Regions from separate parts of the Triticum aestivum genome. Here region 2 is linked to region 1. The links are chromatin contacts, called in public Hi-C maps. All regions are on one chromosome and are shown on one strand. Each heading gives the region's core, a stretch centred on a gene start, on an enhancer-like site or on the middle of the called end of the contact. The rest is flanking DNA. Distances are from core to core; before and after follow the strand shown.

Region 1 (3,839 bases), core at 492-2,991:
ACCTGCAAAACACATGATATGTGTCCTCTCGCTCGAGACCACATAGTGGACATATATCAGATACCTCCATATGGCGATCAAATTTGTTAGCCCAAGTAGCAAGTGCATTTGTAGCCACCCACCAACCAAAGACACGCACCTTCGGAGGAGCAGGGCACCTCCATAAAAATGCCCAGACGACACGTCGCCCGTCCGGTGCCCTACTCGCCGCGACTGAAGAGGGACGCAACTTGTCCTCGAGCGCCAGCCTGTATGCGCTACGCACGGTGAAGATACCAGTGCGTTCGGCACCCCATGCAATAAAATCATCTCCCAGCCTTGGAGATGCCTTGATCTTCAAAATTTGTTGTACGTCAACCGGCCAGAACACCTGTTGGAGCAAATCAACGCGCCAAGCACCATTGTCATCCAGCAGCTCGCTCACCCTCCTCAACCTGCAGCGCCCTTGTTGAGTTATTGGAGGATGCCCAATGGGGTGGGGGATCCATGAGTCTCTCCAAATGCGAACAGATAGCCCATTACCAATGCGCCAGACCAAGCCCTTCTTCAATAGATCCAAGCCATGCACTATTGACTGCCAAGTTTGCGAAGCATTAGTGGAGAAGACTGTGTCCTCTAGTTTGCCAATCCTTATTAGTTCTCCTTCATCGACATGCACGCCATATTTCACCTGCCGCTCTACTGGGCCTGGCTATTATTGTTTCTTCTTCTTCATCCGCTTCCTCTCAATGGCATGTGGGGCCACGTCTTAACTAAGTTCACCTAGCGCCGAGGCCAGCATATCAGCAGTGACAGAAGGCTCCTGGTTCTGGCTTTTCGGCTTTCTCTTTTTCCCTTCATTTTGGTTTTCCAGTTTTTTCATTTTGCTTTTTTGGGTTCCTGGTTCATTTAATTCCGGTTTATTGGGTTTTTTGTTTTGCTTTTTCATGCAAAACCTAATTTTGAATATCTCATGTAACAAATCCAACATGAAAATGATTCGTGATTTGAACGCAAGGTTCAAGAGATAACACATTTTGGGGCAAAAATCTACTAAAAAAACTCTCAGATTGCACTGCATGTGCGCCACTTGTCCACACCAGAGAAGGTGGGAGTGGCTTTTGAGAGAGATACCCCTTAAATTAGTAAGGGACGACGGATGAGTTAATTGGTCCGGCACATTTTTCGGTAGCAAAACATACAAGACGTTTTGGTTTTCTTTTCTCCGCTGTTCTTTACATATCCTTTTTTATATTTATTTTTAATTCTTTTTTTTCAAAAAACCACACTGTTCTAAAACAATGGCCGCAAATTTGGAATATATTTGCCCTTTTGAACTATAATGTTCTGTTTTCCAAAAATGTTCGCAGTTTTGAAAAAAAAATCACATTTTAAAAACATTGTTCCGAATTTTGAAAACTACTCACATTTTGTTCGTAGCTTCAAAAAAGTATCAACATTTAAAAAATACATTTTAAAAATATTCGGATTCCAAAAAATGTTATTTTTTTAGAAAAAACTGATCAAAAATTGAAAAAAATTCACATTTTTAAAATTTTGTTCGCTTTTCCAAGAATGTTCCAAGTTTTTTCCAAAAAAATGTTCTCAGATTTTCTAAAATGTTTGCTGCAATGCCTTGTTCCAGCTTTGTAGATGCTTGGTCGATCTCTGCAGTACTTTCTTTTTTAAGAAAATCTCTGCAGTACTTGATCCAGCGCTACTGTGCATTTCCAAATTGCTTCCCTGTGCTATTAATGGGCCGGCCCACTCGGGCCCCTGTGCGAAAGGGCGACTACTTGTCGCAAGGAGCGGCATATAGGAGTTGCCGCAGTTGCGTGTACACAAATTTTTCTTCTTTTTATTACCACCCTTCCAATTTTAGTTCCAGATCCTATTCCCTGTATGGGTTGGGGAATAGCAAACACACGCAACCGGGAGCAACTAGTTAACGAGCGCTCCTTCGGGAGCCTCGCAACGATCAGCGTCACTTTGCGCGCTCTTAGCCATTCGTCACGTGTCGCGCTCTGGACGCTCCCTTTGAATTTTGTTTTTTTTTATTTTTCCGCACGCGTTTTCGGCTTTTTAAACGGTTTTTTTCTTTTTTTCGATGTTTTGTTTTTCCCCTGGTCTTTCTTAGCTTTTCGATAAAAAAAAATTGTGCAAAAAAATGCGTTTTATTTTTTTTCCTTTCATGAAAGTCACGGTTTTTCTTCCGCGAGAGGCACGGTTGTGCTTTAGCGAGAGTCACGGATGTGCCTTTCGGAAACGAAAAAAATGCGTTTCTGTTTTTTTTTCTTTCACGAGAGTCACGGTTTTGCTTCCGCGAGAGGCACGGTTGTGCTTTTGCGAGAATCACGGTCGTGCCTCTCGGAAAGGGAAAAACAAAATGCGTTTTCTGTTTTTTTTTCTTTCGTGGGAGTCACGATTTTGCTTCCGCGAGAGGCACGGTTGTGATTACACGAAAGTCACGGCCGTGCCTCTCGAAAGGGAAAAAATACGCGTTTTCTGTTTTTTTTCTTTCGCGAGTGTCATGGTTTTGCTTTCGCGAGAGGCACGGTTGTACTTTCGCGAAAGTCACGGCCCTGCCTCTCAGAAACGAAAAAAAAATGTGTTTTCTGTTTTTTTTTCCTTCCATGAGAGTCACGGTTTTGCTTCCATGAGAGGCACGGTTGTGATTTCGCGAGAGGCACGGGCGTGCCTCTTTCGGAAAGGGAAAAAACCATGCTCCTGGTTTGGTTTTTTTGCCCGATTTTTTCGTCCGGTTTTTTTCATGAAAAAAAAAGTTCGTCAAAACCTATCAACATGGGATCTAGTTTTGAAAAAGTATCAAAGCCAGAAATCCAATGGTGAAAACGGTTCAAGATTTGGACGCACGGTTTAAGAGGTAAAATATTTTGAATAAACGAATCTACGAAAAAAGGAAAAACTCACTATTTTGGGAACAGTTTTAAAATTGACGAAAAAAATATCAAAATCAAAGAACATTTTCTGAAATCTAGAGATATTTTTTGGAATACAAACTAATTTTTAAATTCATGAAGCTATTCCGAAATATGGGAATATTTTTTCAAATTTATGAAGTTTTTTGAAATTCATATGGGAATAATTTCGAATTCATGAACATTTTTTGAACCATGAAACATGTTTTCAAATTAGTAATATTTTTTTAAAATTATTAGTATGTCTAAAATTTGTGGACAGTTTTTTAAATTAGATGATGTTTTTTAAGAAACAGGAAAGTTTTTTTAGATTGGTGAACATTTTTAAAAACTTGTAAACATTTTATTAAGGCTTTTGTATTTTCATGCCCCTTGTTACTTAGTTGTGCTCTATTTTACCCCGCCCATCTAACATTCCCCGGGTTTTCCCTCCTCTAGTAAGCTCAACCTCATATATGTCCAAATGGGGCTTCCCGTCGGGTTAAAGTTGTTGACCGTTACTTAGCTTGGTTACTCAGCGTGGGACCCATGAAATGGTGACGGGTGGGGCTGGGTAGGAGACGACTGGGTCATGTCTCTCTAAAAAAGGGACCCCAAAAAGAGTCTCTCTCTCTCTCATTTCCCAACATAAGAAGAAGAACCAGAAGATAAGACTATGCTTCAGAGCTCAAAATGCATCATGGATTTTTAGAATTATTTCCTAATATATGAAGACTTATGGGGCAAGAATGGGCAAGAGGGGAACCACCAGAGGCTCACACACCCTGGTAGCGCCGCCCCCCCTATGGTGCGCCATGTGGCCGTATGGGGCCCCTGTGGCCCCTCTGCCAACGTCCTTTGGCTGTAAATTATACTTTGCCCTAGAAAAATATCACAGAAAATCCTCGGGACTTTCTGCTGCCGTCTGTGAGGCGGAACTTG
Region 2 (3,839 bases), core at 849-3,348, 190 kb before region 1:
TCAAAATGGAAGTTTTTTTTTGCAAAACTGGTGAACTTTTTTAAAAATTGATGAACTATTTTCCAAAATTCGCGAACATTTTCCCAAATTGGACGAAATTTTTCCGAAATTGATGTACTTTTTTATAAATTTTGTGAACTTTTTGAGAATCTATGAAATATTTTCAGAATAGATTAACTTTTAAAAAAACAATGACGTTTTTTTTCAGAATTCGTGAAGTTTTCTCAAATTCGTGAACTTTTCTCAAATTGACGAACCTTTTTCACTTTGTACGAATGTTTTGAAATTTATGAACTTTCTTCAAGTTCATTTTTTTATTTTGTATGCTTTTTTTATTTATATCATAAAATAATATGCATAACAAACTGGGTATATATTGCTCCTACATGCTAATGTTGTATTAAGAGAAGTCAAATAGAGTATTTTCCTCATAGTGGACAAGAAAGAGTAGGCGTCCTAGTGGTTATTGCCTAAAAGGTGTGAAGTTAGCAGGTAGGGATCGAATCCTGCTGCGAGCGCCAGTTGCGATAAGTAGCGCCGAAAGCACCGAACAGGAGCTCCCAACCACTAATTCTCAAAAAAAAGGAGCTCCCAACCACTTCTGTAGAGATCAGAGAGGAAAAACTGGACTGGGCCATAATGCAATGCAACAGAAAGAATGGACAGAAAGGCTAAGGCCAGGGGAATTCTCTGTACGCCGCTTACTGCGGCAAGTAGCCGCGGCTTCGCACGGAGCGCGGCTTATCCTGGGCCAACTCATTTACGGTAGTTTCGTTTCGCGAGATAAAAAACCGCAAACCTTAAAACCAGTTTTGCACCACCTCCTATAGACGTACAGGTCACGCCAGGCACCACGACTTAAAACAAGTTTGCGGAATAACAACGCTAAAGCTAAAGAACAAACAGCGGAGACAAAACTTAAAACCAGTTTGCAGAATTCCCAAAAAAATATTTGTTCCTTCTGCTAGTTTTTTCGGGTTTTCTTCACTGTCCTTTTCTGTTCTTTCTTTTTTCTCGTTTTATTTATTTTTATTTTCTTTATTGATATTACTTTACTTTTTCTTTTTAAGCTTTTTGAAAAGTTCAAATATTATTCAGAATTTTGAAAAATGTTCTTGTGGTCAAAATTTGTTCAATTTTTGAAATAATGTTCACATTTTCAAAATTTTGTTCACAATTTCAAAAAACGTTCCTGTTTTCACATTTTTTGTTAAAATTTGAAAAATTCTAAATTTTGTTCACGTTTTCAAAATGTTCTTCACAATTTCCAAAAATGTTTGGAAATGTAAAATCTGTTCATATCTTCAAAAAAAAATGGAGTTTTGTTCATGTTCTAAAGAATGTTCGAAATTTTATAATTTTGTTCATCTTTTCGAAAATTGTTCGCAATGTTAAAAATATATTCGGAATTTCCAAAGAAAATCATGTCGAAAAATGTTGGAGTTTCAAAATTTTGTTCGTATTTTCAAAAAGTGTTCACATTTTCATAAAAAATGTTGTGAATTTTAAATTTTGTTTTTATTGTGCAAAAAAAATTATTTCATATTTTGTTTATTTTCGAAACAAAGTTTTGAATTTATAAATTTGTTTGTGTTTTAAAAAAAAGTTTGGAGGTTTAAAATTCATATGTTTTCCTGAAATTTGTTCGAATTTTCAAATTTTTTTCAGAATTTCAATTTTTTTTCTCGTTTTTCAAATTTTGTTCCCATTTTTTTAAATATTGTTTCGTGGTTTCAAAAAATTACTCGCATTTTCGAAAGAAATTGGAATTTAATAAATTTTATCTGTTTCTTAATTTCTTTTGAGTAATGTTGAGTTGCGTTGCTTCTCTTTTGTTACCAGTCAGTCAGCTCGACTGGCAGGATTCTCCGTCCTCTACAGCAGCTCTCCGGACCGAATCCGGCTCGCACTTATTTTTCTCAGAGTTTTTGCGCCCGACCATACGGTAAGGGTTTGAACCCAATGGCCGGCCCAATCGGGCGAGGTCTGTGCGAACTGGGGGCTATTTGCGGCAAATAGGATCTCCCAAGGCCAGGTCCATAGCTGCGGACGGACGATATGGTGTCCCAGCCCATGGGGAATTGCGGCTTCTTTCGGCTGTTCCACCTGGGCTGAGCTGGGCCGGGCTGGGCTGTGCTACCCTGAAAGTAATGAGCGCCAAGTAATGTATGTATTCCTCGTGCGTTCCATGCAACAAATGGATAAAATATGAGATGATGAATCATTGTAATAGTTTTATTTCTTGTTCTTTTATCAACTTTAATTTTGAGACTCATAATCTCATCAAGTTTACTTGTAACCCAGGCGTAGGTAGACATGTTTGGTTGGGCAATATTCATGACCCAAACCTTGGACCTATATATGACCTTTGTTTTGGATGAAAAAAGATGGCGACAATTCTGAAAAAGAAAAAAGAAAAAAACTAATGGATAGAATTGATTTCCTGTCAAGCATACAACGTTGGTTCCTAATAAATAAAAAAGAAGAAGAAGAAAAGAAGAGCATCGAGTGTGTGTCCCATACATCACATGGCAGGCACCGAATATTGATCGATCGCGATCCGCAGGCTTTAAGGAAAAGATTTACTGCATTGTTGTAAATCATTTTTTTCTCCCTCGATCGCGATCAAATAAATCATGCATGTTGAAAAACCAACATCAACATGCTCTGTGTTCCCAGCAGCAATTTCTTCAATTTATTCAATTCACCAATCAATTCAACGAGGGAACACATACATCATCGACTTGGAGGATGGAGCGATTGCTAGGGCTATGGCTTGCAGTAGCATCCCCTGGCGGTGGCGACGTAGACGCAGCGGCCGCCGCCGCAGCCGTTGTAGTGGCAGGCGTCGCTGCAGGCGCGGTTCTGGGCCGCGTCCGCCGGGTCGCACAGCGCCTCCACGAACGTCTTGCCGCACCCGTGGTCCGACGCGTAGTCACCCACCCACGCACACCCTAATAATTTTATTAAGCAAAAAAAATGGTCAATGCAAGAAAATACAGAAGCATGCATCATCATCATCAATCAACATGCCCGCCGCCGCCGCCGCCAAGGTTTTACTTACTGGTAACCGTGGCGAGAGAGGCCACGAGGAGGAGGAGGAGCACGCCGGGGACGTCGCGCGCCGCCGCCGCCTTGTACCCGCACGCCATTGGATTGCTTAGTTTGGAGATGGGTCGATCGAGATTACTAGGGGCCGGAGAGGGAGGCTGCCGTGATCTGACACCAACCGATCGAGATTACTTGGCTAGCAAATCCAAGTTCGGCCTCTCATCTCGTGTTGATCAATCACAACAAGGGGATGATGAGATGAGGGAGACCTTTCATGTTGATCTGTTTATGGGCGAATTAATTCCTTCCAAAAATAACCTATATATTATTATTGCAAGCAGTAATTAGTAGCCTATTATATGTTGCGATCGAGGCCAATCCTTCCTTGGGTCGTCCTCTATAAGTTCTTGCCCAACTTACTAAAAGGTGGGACACATGGCACCGGCAGCAGTATATATATATAGGAAAATGGTTGTGTATTTCTGGGAGTACGTACTCTCGCTCCTCATATACCATATATATATATACCCAAGAAAAAAAGCTGGTGGCATCAACACCCATTTTATGTTAACTTCAAAAAAAAACACCCATTTTATGTTTGCACAATTCATACATACACTACATTGCATTGTTCCTTCTCAAACCACCCACCTCGCTCCTCCGGTGCCGATGGAAACAAGCAAAACCCATTGGCGCCTCCATTTGCCGGCGTTGTCTCCCGTGGCTCTCTCCTTCCCGTTCAACGAACCCCGCGTGTGAGGGGTGTATTAGCGGTAGTTTTAGGACTA

Evidence for each region. A called contact is a pair of places that touch in the nucleus more often than the background predicts.
Region 2: a Hi-C map of an unstated tissue shows a contact between it and region 1, with 7 times the contacts expected there. The contact joins two enhancer-like sites. A contact is called at or near these places in 3 of 5 Hi-C or Micro-C datasets (leaf and an unstated tissue).

The regions. Positions count from the first base shown.
Region 1 is chr5A:660,779,808-660,783,646 of IWGSC CS RefSeq v2.1, reverse strand. No RefSeq gene overlaps it. Among protein-coding and RNA genes, the nearest start is that of LOC123105750, 8.8 kb to the right of the region's middle. Within about 2 kb of position 1,741, at least 2 of the 8 cell types and tissues checked have an H3K27ac peak or open chromatin away from gene starts, as enhancers often do.
Region 2 is chr5A:660,968,015-660,971,853 of IWGSC CS RefSeq v2.1, reverse strand. No RefSeq gene overlaps it. Among protein-coding and RNA genes, the nearest start is that of LOC123108266, 26 kb to the right of the region's middle. Within about 2 kb of position 2,098, at least 5 of the 8 cell types and tissues checked have an H3K27ac peak or open chromatin away from gene starts, as enhancers often do.